Regions from separate parts of the Rattus norvegicus genome. Here region 2 is linked to region 1. The links are chromatin contacts, called in public Hi-C maps. All regions are on one chromosome and are shown on one strand. Each heading gives the region's core, a stretch centred on a gene start, on an enhancer-like site or on the middle of the called end of the contact. The rest is flanking DNA. Distances are from core to core; before and after follow the strand shown. Region 1 overlaps Slc16a7 (solute carrier family 16 member 7). Region 2 has its middle 150 kb from the start of Slc16a7.

Region 1 (7,909 bases), core at 2,264-4,763:
CCTCCTGTTTTCCGAGGCCCTTATTGAAAACTTCCTTTTACTGTGTAGTAAGGGTGTCCTACGTGAGATTGGCTCTTTCAATCTTACTAAGGGTTTAAGGTGAGTTATTCTTTTCTGTAGCTGTTATAACGTAGATTACTAACAGTAGCACCAAAGTCAATTAGATTTTATATGACCTGCTATGAATAGTGAGGTGCATGTGTAAACTAAGCAGTAAGTTTATTAATTCAGATATTTCAAGACTGTCATACTGTGACTTAGATAAGCCAAGCACTGTGTCCCCCTCCTTTCAGAGGCCTAAGCTCTGCTCCCTTCTTATTTTGGATTTTTCTCCTCCGTGTAGCCAACAAGAATGGGGTTAGATCACAGATTTGAAACCTGTTCCAGTATTATTGCATTAAATGATAATTTAAAAGAAATTATATTTCTATAGGTTTTAAATTACTGATTTGTTCAAATGTAGAGTTTGTTCACTTTATTACAGTTCAGTGGAGCATTGGTGTGTTTTCTGTTTAAACAGAGAGCATTTTAGAGCCCTTCTTTTATACTGTTACAACATCATATGTACACATTCATATATTCATCTGTGAACTTCCTGGCAGAAAACTATACTTATTTTAAAGAGGAATTATACTCAGTAGTGTTTTCCTGCCTTGGGGGGAAAATGAGACTGCGAGGACCTAGTCTTTCATAAGAAATCTAATTATTTGCTATGTGTATACATTGTCAATATTCTTTGAAGGAAAAATGCAACAATTTTCTGATAAGTTTAGTTCAGACAGAGCTGGTGTGGAATGCTAACACAGATTGAACTAGGATGCCTACTTTTGATTGCTGTCTATTTTTTTCAGGCTCGCCTTAAACTCAAGGCAATCTTCATTTCTCAGCCTCTGGAATGTTGGAGTTACAGACAAGAGCCACCACACCCAGCTAACCGGGGCACCGCTACAGATGCTGTTAGAGGTGAAGCATCTTTATCTCTCCCTCTGAGCTTTCTTTAGACATCACCATGTTAGAGCATCTATGCAGTACAGAACCACCCCTCTTCACATCCTCAGCTTTGAACATCATGGAGGCCACCGGAGTAATTGGAGATTCAAATTCAGTTTCATTCTAGCTCCTACCCCTACACACCTACCTTCACTGGGTGACATTACTGTTCTTTCAACCAAGCCCCAAACTAGGCATCATCCTTGGTCAGTTCTCATGTTCTATATTTTGTGCCAGGTGAATCAGCGGATATGTCAACTCTGGGTCCTAAACATTTCTCAGACAAGTGGCACTTTTCACCGTGGTTGGCCTTTCCTTACTTGCTCTATATCCCATCTTTTATTGGACATAAATTGATCACAAGGTGATCTCTAGAAAATGATGACCCTGCTTTTCTTTGGTAAAGGACCTAATCAAAGAACAGCTTTGGAATAAAGATAAAATATGCTAAAATGAGACATGGGCCATTTTATCACAGGCCTCTGATCTCCATGCATGTTCATAGCTACGATCCTAGTGAGCACTGTTTATTAACACATCTTGGAAATACTTACGCCCTCCTGAGTTTTATCCATACACTTAGGTGTTAAAGATACAGGATGGACGAAACTTCCTAGTCCCTTCTTACTCTTTCTTTCGTATACCCATTTACTCAGTTGCAGTTTTTTGGGGGGTGGGTGACTTTTGCTTTCTTGTTTTTTGGGGTGCTGTTATTGTATTCTTATTCTCTGATAAAGAACTTAAAGTATGGTGAGTAGGACGAGGGACAAGGTGTGGGATGACTTGGGGAAGGAAATAGGATGATCAAACCATTTAAATTTTAAGAGTTGTTTTAAATAATAAGCACACATAATAAAAAGCAAGGTATAAAGCAGCATAAAGAAACATGGGTGGCAAATGGCATGGTATACTAATATAACATTTTCTGAAGTGTCCGGAGCACACTACTTCACATCATAGGTAAATAATACATAATTATGCTTTTGCTCTGATTCTTCAGTAATTTAAAAATGTCGTTGTTTTAGCTTGAACACCCCAATTTCCTCTTACTATTTCAATGTTGCTAGTTACTAGTAAATAGACATCGTGAGACCCTTTAATAACTAGTTACCACAGGGATTATTCCTCTGAAATCTTAGGTATCCCTCCTACTGCACACAGATATGACAATTTCTGTGCACCAAGTCACCCACCTATTTACACAATATATAAATACCCACGACTTCTCTTATGGGAAGGCATCTTATGGGAACATCCACATCCTCTTACTCTACTCACCAAATAAACCTTAACCTGGGAAATTAAGAAGGTAATTCATGTCGTACGGTTATGCAGATATGCAAGGCACGCTGGGAGAAAGGGAGAAGGACATTGCTGAAGACACAGCATGAGGACTATTCATTCTCATATTTAGTGCGGCCTAAATGATCTCAAGAGACTCTCATACTGAGAAACAATACTCGTGGCTTCCTATGGCAATATTTGCTCCTTCTTTCTTTTCCCCCTCCTCTTCTCTTTTTCATTTTCTAAGATCATGATAAATTCTGTAACTGCTTGATTGTTTTAAGTATCTCCCTAGCGTCTCATCGAATATCTTTAGCATATTTTCCGTGACTTAATTCCGATTTCTTTATGATAAATCTCTGTTGAGTCCTTCATTTCCACAGCGGTTTCTTGCTCCCTCTCTCTATGTGGGCATTTGGCTTGTGAAGCAGCAATTTGGCCGGCAGCAATCTGAACACTGCGGCTCTTCTTCCCTCCGCATCCCAAACTTAACTGTAAACCAACAAATCAATAGTGTGGAGTTATCACTCGCGGCTCCTGGCTGGCCTCAGGAGCCCCTGAGGGTTCAAGTCAATGCCTTTTTGCTTCTTGAGTGTGGCTGCAAGAGCATATGGCCCTGTAGCAAGCATACCCTACTCTTTCTTCTGTAGGAATGGAGTGTTTCACCCTATCACCAGACTTGCTTCTGCCAGATTAAAATATAAATTTAGTTCATTACTTTCTGTGTAAGATTGTTTTACCTGTATGTATACGTCTATGCATTAACGTGCATGCATGTCTGTTGCCAGGAGAAGCCAGAAGAGGGCACTGGATCCCTGTAACTGAGCATCTGTGAGCCGGCCTGTGGGAACCATGCCAGAAGAGCATCCTTTGCTCTTAACCACTGAGTTCTCCATTCCGTCCCCTTTGGCCCGATTTTTAATAAGTATTTATAAGAAATCATGGGAAGGCTATTATCCCTAAGACTCACCTAGAGTAGAGTGCTAAGAAGGAGAAGGTCCAGCCTCGCTCTGACAAGTGTTTGCTTCCTCACAACACTCTTGCAAACACAAGAGATTTTCAAGGTGTTCCAATGCCTTCCACCCTGTGTGGGAGAATCTTGGCAGCTGCCCTAGATACAGATGTCGCTAAACAGCTTTTGAAGTTTTCAACTGATTCTTTTGCACTTACGGGTCACAGCTCTTAGAGCTGAAGCTCTGTGTGCAATGGCCTTTTGCCCATGGCCAGTCATCAGTAACTTCCTTCCTCTAAGGCTACAGGGTGTGGTGCTAAGACTACCAGCTGTCCTCAATAAGATAAAAGTCCAGAACGAGTGCCAAGGAAAAAGCTGGAATCCCGGCAAAGAGAGGGCTGATTGCCAGAACTATCTACAGTTTAAGACCAAGAGGCCTGGCCTATGCCAGAGTTTGGAGTTGGTAAATGGATTTTAAATACCTCCAATAAGAACTGTGTAGGAAATGAGCATGTCATCTACCTTTAAAGTACTGCAAGGGCACGTGAAGGTATGAGGAAGGAAGCTGTTAATGAGGAAATGAATGGAAGGATTTCTTTCTTTAAGATCCACACGATCCATGCCATGTTAATTAGAAGGAAGATGGGCATTTTGACTGGTACCATCTTCGTCTGCCTTTGAGAAATAGAGGTAGATGAATCAGCTGTCTTTGCCTAGATGTATTACAGCAGCCAAGAGGGTGACAATGCCTGAATGATAATTTAGTTCCACGTTTGCTTTCAAAGGGCAGGGCTTCCTCCTGTTGGCTCACCTCCCTTTACAACTGTGATAACAGTCCAGTTTGAATGCACTCTTTGTTCTACTGGCAGTTCCACAAGGCTCCATCCACTATCAGAACCAGTTTCGCCCTCTGATGTTGATACCTAATCTCTTAAAGTCTTGGCTAGAATAAAAGTCAGTAATCAAATTTTATGATCTACTGTCTCCATGAGCGCCCTTGTCTCCTAGCTGCTCTGGTACCCTGTGTGGTTCGCAAACAAAAATACCCTCTCTCCCCTTAAAAACAAAACAAAACTTCAAATTTCCATGATCCTTTCTTTCTGTGTCATTGCAGTAATTGACTTTCCCCAGACTGTTTATTTGACGAGGACACTACACACAGTCAAGAACTGTTTCGACCTGCATGAGCAATCCTTCAAGATTTGCCTACGAAGCCAAGACAAAGACTGAAGAAGGCCTGTGTGGGACTTCACACCCTAGTGACACGTTCCTGGTCAACTGAAGTCCTCGAACAGCTGATAGTTATAATATGTAGTCTTCCGTGTGTGGCCTTTCGGGAGCTGGTCTTTTCTTAGTGTGGTGTTCAAAATTAGGCCAGATAGCTGCTCTTGTGTTGCTGTGGGTACATTAATCCAGTGTCTCTGGGATAAGAAAAACAGCATGGGGAGAGCTACAAGGACTTGAAGCAGGGCCAGGGCCGAGATTTTGTTCTCTATCGCCATTGCAGGAGCCTCGAGGGAGCGCGGATCCGAATGGTGGCCGGTTGGTGGACCGAAGTTCTCAGAGCAGTTTTGACCCCCAGGTTCTAGCTCTGGTCCGGTTTTGTCTCTTTACATTTAGGCTGTAGGCAGAGGAAATCCTCGCCAGCGGGCCAGAATTCCAGCCCACTTAATAGTTGTTTAAGGCCATAAACTATTGTTTCTTTAGGAATCTCACCAGAAACCCAGTTTACAGGTAAAGGACATGTACTAAACCCTTTGTGCAACCTTTGTGGCGCCTGGTTTTACTTTATCTCATTGTAATTCCAACCTACAAACCACCTTATACATTCACTTAACAATGAGAGGAGTGGAGTGGTTCTTAGCAACCTTTTGCGATGTAACTTAACCACTAAAGAGGTATCTAGCTAACATGGCAGCTCTCGAGGAGTCCGTATTGACACGCTGGTATGTATTGTTTTTGTTTTCCTAAGCGTCTTCTATGCCTAGAGTTACCTATGTTAAAGATATCTTTAGTAAAATCTCCAGCTCTTCAGTGTGGTTAGTCCTGAGATTCTTTTTAATCCTTTAAGCCAGGAATTCTGGTTTGGCCTGAGTCAAAGCCCCTAAAAAATTAGGAGAACTCAGCCTGCTGAAGCTAACAGTGTAGGGCTATTTCCTTCCCTTACTGCTCATGCTCTGTTGCCTGGGCCTCTGTGAAAGGATAGGGTCTGGAGTAATCTTGACTCCTTGTTCCTGAGGATTTTTTGAGTGGCTGCTCTTTTCAAACCACCTAAGGATTCACAGGCCCTCGTCAGTCTGAGCTGCCAGTTCAGTTTCAGTCAAAGTTAAGTTTTTGTAAACTGGTCCCACTTTCGGCACTCTGGAGTCCCGTGAAAAAAATGAAAGGTGTTCAGAGTTCCTCTCTCCTTCCCCCAGAGTGTGTGACTTTTAGGTGGGAGGGAGTGTCTGGGATAAAGGAGTACTGGCTGTACCTAGTCTTAGACCCAGGCATGTGGTGTGAAAGTTGTGTTTATCTTTAAAACACTCTCAAGCCATATGTCAGCCACCGTTCCAGGCTAGGAGAGGACAGATTGATAAACAGCATTTGTGGTCTCCAAAAATATATGGCTCCAGTACATTAAGAGTAGACTGAAGTAGGATGAGGTGACATAAGGCTTTGGAAGTGGAGGTAGGAGGATTATTAGTTCAAGGCTGTCCTCAGCTATATAGTTCCTGGCCAGCCTGGGCTACATGAGATCTCAAGGGGGAAAAAAAAGAATGGAGTCGGGTATAGGCTTATAGTTCTAGTTGTAGGGAGGCTGAGGTAGGAGGATCTCAGTTTCAAGGCATAATGAGTCCAGGCAATTCTGAGGTTTATAGTGAGATCCTGTCTCAAAAAGAGAGAACAGAGTTGTAGGAATGAAGTCAGAGCTCATTGTCAGAGGCCAGGCCAATCCTTCAGAAGACCAAGTTCAATCTCCAGCACTGACAAAAAGCAAATGGGCACTAGTCCCGCAATTACCCGATTTCTGATGTCCTAGCTCTGTTAGCATTGCCGGGTTCTTTTTTTTTTTTTCTTTTTTCTTTTTTTTTTTTCCGGAGCTGGGGACTGAACCCAGGGCCTTGCGCTTGCTAGGCAAGCGCTCTACCACTGAGCTAAATCCCAAACCCCACATTGCCGGGTTCTTAAAGCACACTCAGTCTGTTATCTGAAAAGTAGGGAAAACAATACCTTATGCAGCTGAGAGTCAAAACAACATAAATGTCTACAGAGGTCCTGAAGCATAGAAAGTGCTCAAGAAATATAAATTAGTATTAATTATAGTCGTGGAGGGGATGAGCAGGGAACTGTAAATAGCGTCTTAATAGAAGCATGAGCAGTGGGGGTGGGGAGAAATGTATGGTGGAAGGATTCAGACGTGTGGTTTGATTTGAGTTGGGTCTTTAAACACAAGTTTATCAGGAGAAGGGGAGAGGCATTACAAGCACAGAAAGCCTAATGAGTGTCCAGGAACCTGAATGTGGGGAACTATTCGGAAACATTCTTGCTTGGGGAATTGGGACACCTTTCGTAGTTCATGTGCTGCCTGAAATAAACCCACAAATGTGCTTGGCTCTGTAAAAAAAAAAAAAAAGAAAGAAAAACAGCATGGGGGCCCTGCGAGAATGTAACATGATATTCTGTTTTAAGAAACACTTAGTCTGTTTTATTGTTTTGAAGTTATATACAATTATATTTCCCCACTCTCTTTTCTCTCTCCCAACCCTCCTTCCAGATGCATGGTCTCTTTTTTTTCTTCACTGTTACTGCATAAATATATATATATATATATATATATATATATATATATATATCACACACACACACACACACGTCTTCAGGGCTGACCTTTGTTGGCACTGAACACACAATCAGTGTGCCACTTCTCCCCTTTCCAGTTTTCCTTAGCTGCCTATAGCTCTTGGAATATGGTTGCAGCCTCTGAAACTTTCTCCATACAATTCTTATATAAATGCACAAATAATAAGATGAATTTTGAGGATGGTGGCCACTCTCACATGGGTCAGTGGCAAAGCATCATCAGTCTCTGCAAGCCAGTAGCTCTTTTTGCTGTGCACGCTGATAGAGAACACTGGCCTACAGAAGACAAGGCATATTATGGAAACACTGGGGGGAAAGCGACATAAGTATGTGGTCCTCAAACAATCCTAGGAAGCATGCACTAACCCTGCTGGGCCTTCAGGGTGGGAACTCAGCTTCAAGGATAATGAAGAGTGCCAGGAGCCAGCTCAGGGTATGGCTATCTCAAGATCTCAAGTCATCTTGGAAACAAAACCGGGAAAGTCTGTTCCACACACACATTGACTTGGATCCCAGGCCCTTCTTATATCTCAGCCATAGCAACAGACGTCAACACGGTCCATAGCAATGGAGGGACACCACATCGACATTGTTAATAATCATATGCCAAAGAGGCTGGTTCCAATTGAAATTATTTAAGGACGTTACCAGAGGAAGGAGGTTTTTTAGATTGCATTACTGGATCACTGAGCAAAGATAACTTCTGGGAACTCCAATAACCTTCCTCAAATTTGCCTTCCTCGACAATGCAATTAAGCAATGGGCAAAGTACTGTCAATTTATATAGTATTGTTATGTACTGAGACAGACATATAGTGATATCTAATGTATAAAATGCAA
Region 2 (7,909 bases), core at 3,088-5,587, 220 kb after region 1:
ATGGGTAGAAACTGCCTCTTCAGAGACAGTCACATGGGTAGAAACTGCCTTCTCAGTAAAAGTCATGTGCAGCACTCATTACCAAGTCAAATAACCTGTTTGAGACTCAGTTTGCACATCTCTGAGACATGGACCATTACGTACTTAGTCACACATGACATGGAGACCTTGCGCTGGAACTGTTAATTTGGATGTTAAAACAGGAGGCAACCTTGAGTTTGTCTTGCTTAACATACGTGCTATTGTTCTCAAAGTGCCTGCAAAGTGGGCATCTGAGAATTGTAATGTGGTCCTGAACTGATAAACATTCAAAATCGGAGGGGCTTGTTCTGCATGTACCATCAACTGTCCCTGCCTTCTGGTTGCAAATTCAGAGAAAGAATTAGATTTCTACTGAAGACACTGTAATTCCCTAAACAATTCAGCATCTATTTCCATAACATTTACTTTATTTTAAGACCAAAAAAAGTAATTTCAATATGATTTGAAGTCCACTGGAGGAAATGTACCAGTTATATGCAAATATTACACCAATATATGTAAAAAAGAAAAGACATGAGAGAACATAGGTTTTAGAATCTACAGGGTGTTGGAGCCAATCTCCTATAGATAATTACTATGTGGTACTAACAATTGAGATTAGAGTGTTTGTACTGTGGTAAAGAGTCCTGTGGGCTAACACTGGCACAGTAGGCTTTCTGTCATTCATACAAATTTAGGTATCTTTAAGAAACACAAAAAGGTCACTTTCCTTTCCCAAGTTAAGATTACCAGCAACACTAGTAATTACAATAAAAAGCTATGATACCAATAGCCAACATTTACAGAGGTCTTTTTATGCTTCAAGTCCTGATCCTAGCAATTTATATTATTTTACTTAAGTAGACTTGAGTTATGAGTCAAAAGGCGTGGCCTGCCACTGCCTGGGTTGATACCACATTTGGACATTTGTTGTGAGCCCAGTGTCTGTCACATTTCTTTTGGAAAGTGGACTCTCCCACTCTCCTTACACCTCAGTCATCGTGGCTCTTCAGAACCAAGCTGCCTATACTTTGTGTAATGTGTATGGACTACATCCTTACCATCCATTTGTTAGTTGGAGGCATTTATGTTGTTTCCATGTCCTAACTATAGTGAATATGACAGCACACATAGCAATGTGTCTGTGAGGCAAGATATTGAGTCCTCTAGACGAAGCAAAAGAATGTTGTATCTAGGTCATTCCCATGTGTATTTATTTTTAACTTTTTGAGGGTTCTTTACACTGATTTACAGAATAAATGGGCCAGTTTGCAAGCCACAAATAGTGAATGCAGGTCCCCATTCCCTCACAACCTCTCCAGAATTTTCCTGATTTGCTCAGTATTTTAGCAGCAGACTAGGGTAAGATGAAATCTCAAAGTTATTTTGATTTCCATTTTCCCAATTGCTAGGAATAATAAACATTTTTAAATATATTTCTCAGCCAATTTCACCTTTTTTTTTTTGAGAACTCTCTCTTCATATCCCTGGCACAATTTTTTATTGTGTTATTTGGGTTTTGAGGAGTCTTTGTCTTTTTCTTGTTGTTGTTCTTCCTCTTCCTCTTCCTCTTCCTCTTCCTCTTCCTCTTCTTCTTCTTCTCTTCCTCCTCCTCTTCATCCTCTTCCTCCTCTTCCTCCTCCTCCTTCTTATTCTTCCCTTTCCCCTTCCCCTTCTCCTCCTTCTCCTTCTCCTTTGAGTTCTTTATATATTTTGGATATTAATCTTCAGTCAAATGTATAGCTGACAAAGATCCTCTCCCATTCTGTAGATTTCGCTTCACCAGGCTGATGTTTGCTTATCTGTGGAGAAGCAATTTTAATGGTAGGAAGTCCTACTTGTCAATTATTAGTCTCAGTTTCTGGGCAAGTGGAATCTTATTCTGAAAGTCTTCTCATATGTCTACCCTCTGTGGGATACTCTTCCTCCCCCTTTTTTCTTCTAACCATGTCAGTGTTTTGGGTCTTTGATCCATTTGTTGTTTATTTTCTGTGAGAGATTAGAGGTAAGAGTCTAATTTTATTTTTCCATGTGTGTTTTTCAGTGTTCCCAGCACTGTTTTCTGAAGATGCTTTCTCCAGTGTATCCTTTGGCAGACAGCTATAAAGAAAACTGGAATGAAGTCTTCTGGTGGGTGGCCACACATACTTTGGAGGTGACCAGAACTCTCTAATTGCTCTGGAGAGGGAAAGCATGCCTGGGGCTGGAAAAACATAACCAACCATAGCTCATGAAGTTGCAGATGTTGGAGGGGAACTCACAACTTCTGCATTGCTAGTCAGCAAAATTCCTAACTACATTCTTGATATTTATCTTTATATGCCAAAGATAAGTGCAGTTCTCATACCTCATCAACAAAACTTCACTTTGCAACAGAAGTCATTACAGAAAAGCACAACTGACCTAAATGTAGAGAACAGGAGATTGTGTGGTTCCAGTCAACACACACACACACACACACACACACACACACACACACACACACACAAAACCTTCACTTAAGACTCAGGGTCATGCAGAAGAGAGAGCAGAAATTGTGTAAACAGGAACAGGAAGCCAGAGGAACAGGAAGTTAACTGTGAGATAGTGTCCCCTAGAGATATCAAAAAGGCTGCACCCATGAAGCCTCACTCCTATGGAAAGCCAAACAAGACTTGAAAAACTTGGCATTTGGCAATACCAATGGTCGTGCTGACATAGAAAAGGGGATGGGGAAAAGGTAAAGAATTTGTAAGAAAGCAAGAGGCTGCATGAGAGGGTCTCTGGGGGCAGGAAAGGGAAGGAGGGAATAATCTAATTATATCATTTGATTAAATAAAACTTCAATAAACAAATTAACAATTATAGAAAAAATAAACCTCTTTATGAAGCTTAGTCAGTACCAAAATCTCACCTATAGGTCATTCCTCTTCTTGGTTTCCCCTTTGCCCTTGTTTGTAACCTAAACACAAGGAGTCTGGAGAGAGTGTGCTTTTATTCCAGGTTTAACTGAACTTGACTCTGGGTCAAGCTCACTCTTACACTGTAGATACCGTGGACATAGTAGTTCACACTGAACTCAACCATACATGAAAGAGTGAGCCAGGGGACTTGAAAGTCCAATTTTTTCTTAGCTTTTTCCTATTGGATTAAAAAATACCATCTTAATTTCAGGTTTGTACCATTTGATCACATTTGATCAAAAATAAATTATATTTTGTTAATAAACTAACTTTGACATAAAATATACCAGCTTACTTAAATGTATTCATTTATATTTAGATATCTAATATATGATAGTCATTTAAATCATTTTGCTGCATATATATCAGAATATATATATATATACATATATATATATATATATAATTAAGCAATTAGAACACTGTCAATAAACTCATTCCAAAGAGAAAATAAGCCACGTAGCTCATAGGTAAAATCCACTTCATGAAAGTTCTTTTTTCTTAACCAAAATGAATTTTCTTCAGAAGGAAGTCAATAAACATTTAAAGATTAATAGAGTGAGTCAAATCAGGGGATTGCTGGATGAATAAATGATTGGTAGATGCATCCTGGCTTTCAGACCAAGCAGCAAAAGGAGTGAGACAAATTTTTCTCTATAGCAGCTTAATTCCCCTACTCAGGCCCACCTGGGTTTGACCTTCCCTTCCCCAAGCCCAGTGAGCACGTAGCTCTGCACACTGACAGGAGGCAGAGCGAGCTGCTGCAGAGCAGGTGACCAGGCCTTGTGGGGGGCTTTTTTGCCACAACTGTTTCTGAGCATCAGGAGATTTAAAAAGGAAGAGGAAGACAGAGAGGAGGGGAAGGAAGAAGAAGGGGAGGAAAGACAAAGAATGGGTAACCAGGAACAGCAGAAAAGTCATTCAGAAACTTTTATTTCAGCCAATTTAATTTTCAAATGAAATACCCGTCTCACCTCTGGCTTTGACTTTTATCATTCCGCTGGGAACCTGTTAGGAAGGTTGTGGTTTGCAAGGCATGACACGTGTTGTAGGGCATGCTACCACAGAGGAGAAAACATACGACAATCTGTATGACTTGAAGGTTGTGTAAACAGCTTCCTTTTTATAAATCTATAGGGAAAGTCTAATGAACTTGAAAGTCTAATGAACTGAGATGCCTAATATCCACGGGGGGTGGTGGGGGCTAAGTAAATGAATGAAAGAGGAGAGAGTGTCAAAAGGGATTGAGAAATTTGGCAAACTCAGGTCAAGTTCAAGGACTGAGTCACATGCAAGTCACCAAACTGGCATCAGGCTAAAAGTCCTGATAAATAAGTAACCAAATGCAATTGTGCGTTTAAAGAACTCCAACGTGCCCTTGCCAGTGAATGGAGGTCACGGGGCTGTTAGTCTCAGAACTGTGGACACCTGAGGGAGCAGGACATTGATAGTTCCTTTATTCAGGATCTGGAAACGGCCCTACTCTGTACCATAAAAGTGGTTGCCACTTGCTTCAGCAGTCCTAGCCTGGCTCTACTCAGAAAAGAAAATCCAGCCTAATTTGCATGTTTCATAATACATTTTTTTTACCAGCAATTTTGTCATGCCTACAACCTCCTGGTGAATTTAATCCCAAAATATTTCCATTAAATTCCACAAATTGGCTCCCGACCTAACAATGTTCAAAGCAGTTATTTCCCTTTGGAGGAATTGGGTGTTGCGACTTCTTACATGTTCTGAGGCACACAGCTCCCATATACCATAGGCAGAAATGAGCAGTTTTAAAGCTAGTAGCCCACACCCAGCTCCCTACTCGTATCTTTTCTGAGTAGATCCCAACTGTTATTTTCCGTCTTTGGATTTTTTTCTGGTCTCTTATTTGTGCAACTGCAACTTAGAAAGCCCGCCTTCCTGTGAAACTCTTAAGTCATTTTGCCAATAGTTTCTCAGCAAGGGGTGGGGCTTTATGGCTACCTCCCTGTTCTGATGCTGGACTTTTGTCTGGCTTGATGGTTCCCAGGTCTTATATATGCTGTTAGAACTTCTGTGGGGGCAACTTCCCTGTTATGTCTAGAAAACATGGTTGCCTGTAGTCGTCTACCACCTGTGTTGGCAACACTATGGTCTCTGTAGACATTGGTACTCCCCTTCTGCAATGGCTCCTGAGCCACAGAGGAGTTCATATGACACAGATGTGCCACTTAGGGCTGAGCGTTCCATGGTAACTTGTTTTCTAGGTTTCAGTTTATGCTCAACAGCTTCAAATGGAAGCTTCTGTGACAAAGGTTAAGAGATGAATCACTATATGGGCATGAGTTATTAGGGCTCAGGTTACCACTGTCTCTCATTAGCACAATTACAGTAGTAAGTTCTCCCCTCAGACCTAGGACCTGTCCTGTCACAAGTTCTTGCTCCCAATAACTATTCTATGTTTGGGTTCTATCTTGTGAACTGGGACTTGAATGCAGTCAAAGAGTGCTTGATTACTCTCATGATGTTTTTGCTACTATTATACCAATGGGTATCTGATAAGATACGTTGATTTTCACTGGGCTCCCAGCTAGATGTGATTGGTGATTACTATTTCCCTGTGGTACCGTGCAACCCTGTGAAATTCCCAGATCAATCCCAACTTGATCTCTCCATGTGCTATGACTCAAACATGGGGTGTCTTCAACAATAGTGCCTTACCATCAAGTTCTGGAGGGGAATAAAGACCAAGATCAATAGCTTGTAATTTGGGGGGAGTGGTCTATAGGACCTCACTGACTAACAATTCCAATAGAGGTAATACAATTATGGGCTAATTTCATTTGTGTGTGTGTGTGTGTGTGTGTGTGTGTGTGTCTCCCATTATATCTAGCTATGAGCCCAGTGAAAAGCAACATATATATAAAATGTATTTTATAGTATATACATTATTCTACACTCTAGATTATATTCTCTATTATATAGAAGTGGGTGTGTGTGTGTGTGTGTGTGTGTGTGTGTATGTGTGTGTGTGTGTGTGTGTGTTCCCCATCTCATAGGACTTTTCCAGAGCTCTTCGGTGTTCATGCTCTACCAGCTGTTCTCTCTCCACCTGTCCCCTCCCACCCTTGCCCCATCTTTTCCTTGCTGTTCTATGATTCACTTTATATCTTAGCATTCCATTTTCCCTCCCTTGAAAGCACCTTTCCCTGCGGCTCCTCACTAGTTTCCTGACCTCCACAGGGATTCTGAATATGACATGTTTATGTAAAGATTCAAAGCTAATTTCCACAAACGAAATACAATATGGTATATTTGTCTTTGTTGCTTGGAGTCCCCTCTCTCACAATGCTTGTTTCCATCCCAGACATTTACTTAAGAACTTTTTAATTTCATTTTTAACAGATGAAATCTACCACAGCTTTATTATCCATTCATATATTAACTGAAATCTAGGCTCTTTTCTATTCGCTGGCTGTTTTGAGTATAGGTGGACCATGTGGCAAATACATTTCTGCCATCTGAGGGATCTCCACTCTGACCTCTATACTAAGAGCACTACTTTTTCTCTCCAACCAGCAGTGAATAAGTGTTCCCCTTTCACCTATGTGCAGCCTCTATGTGTGTTGCAATTTTGAAGAAGGCTATAAATAACATCATCCCCTCACACACATAATCTAGCATAGCACAGTATACTCATAAAATTGACACAATTATGGCACTCTATAAGATCAATAATCATATAATTAATATAAAAAGGACACATGAAGTATACTTATTGACTGTCTTGGGCTTTAACCTTAATATCATTCTATAATTTTGGTAACCCAGAACTCCATTCTTTGGCTTGAATTTGTGTTTGTCTTCTTTGTTTGTTTCCTGGTTGTGTGTTCATGGGGAGGGGCATACACATTTCACTGTGTTGGTCAGAAGACAACCGTGGTTATCAGTCTTTGTCTTCTACCTTGTTTGAGAAAGGGTTACTTGCTCTTCCTTGAAGAATGTGAATACCAAGCTGTCAGAAGCCATCTAGGAAAGATTGTGGCAAAAAGTGACTTTTCCAGAGATGGCTCACCATTTTGCATGGCTGCAATGAGTGAGCTCTGAGAATGCAGGGTCCTTGGAGACTTTGTCCCAGGATTGATTCCAGCTGCTGATATTCCTTTCCTGCCATTATTACATAGCCCAATGATTCCTTGGCATCAGTCTACCCTATGGAGCAAATTTCCTGAGATGAACATGAAGATGAACATTCATGAATTGATGCTGTTAGATGAGTTCATTAGTTTATAGCATTCCTGATTTGCTATATTTTTAAGAAGAATGTTTAAAAAGACAGTTTTAGCTGTTTTGCCAGAAAGACATAATAAAGTTAGATTCAAGAATATAGTAGTGTGCCCCCTCCTCATAGGATGGTAACTAAAGACAGCATAATTAGGAGTACAATGAGCTTTCATAAATTACACTGAGAAGAAAAATAGCCTTGGACACTTGTGATCAAAATATAAAAGTTCACTCTAGGTGAGGTCCAAAGATGAGGCCACAGGTTGCACTATGATGAAACCAAGTTATATGAAACTTTTGCTTTGAACTTCCAATGATCTTATAGAGTAAAATACTACTTTGAACTTAGTATCTTTCTGTAACTCCCCCTTTGTGTAACATTTTATCTATGAGGTAATTTAATAAAGAACTTTTGTCTTAGAAGGTATAAGAAGGCCAAAGAGAAGAAATGAAGTGTGGCTTCTGGAGTTCAGCCCCATTTGTCAAGTGTATACATGGTATATGTCTGTTCATCTATATGTATATACATCCATATATGTGTGTATGCATGTATTAAGTATGCACGAACACTTGTGGAATTGTCGAGAACAGTAGTTGGAGCCAGCCAAAGCCTCTGTGTCTGCATGTGTCTATGTGTATGCTTGAACTCTCCCTTCCTCCCTCTTCTTTTCGCTCTGGCTCATGAAGAGGGA

The links. Hi-C and Micro-C count contacts between places; a contact is called where the count stands out from the background.
Region 2: a contact with region 1 is called in a Hi-C map of liver, with 5 times the contacts expected there. The contact joins two enhancer-like sites. A contact is called at or near these places in 8 of 12 Hi-C or Micro-C datasets (the A7r5 cell line, the Rat2 cell line, frontal cortex and 3 more).

The regions. Positions count from the first base shown.
Region 1 is chr7:62,969,843-62,977,751 of GRCr8, forward strand. The region is part of intron 2 of Slc16a7 (solute carrier family 16 member 7); the gene reads right to left. It overlaps LOC102552186 (a long non-coding RNA gene), which reads left to right. Exons shown (of 6, transcript XR_005487016.2): 5 at 852-963; 6 at 4,341-7,909. Among named protein-coding and RNA genes, the nearest start is that of Slc16a7, 67 kb to the right of the region's middle. Within about 2 kb of position 3,514, at least 10 of the 93 cell types and tissues checked have an H3K27ac peak or open chromatin away from gene starts, as enhancers often do. A contact at or near this core is called in liver, where this site is marked.
Region 2 is chr7:63,185,939-63,193,847 of GRCr8, forward strand. No RefSeq gene overlaps it. Among named protein-coding and RNA genes, the nearest start is that of Slc16a7, 150 kb to the left of the region's middle. Within about 2 kb of position 4,338, at least 2 of the 93 cell types and tissues checked have an H3K27ac peak or open chromatin away from gene starts, as enhancers often do. A contact at or near this core is called in liver, where this site is marked.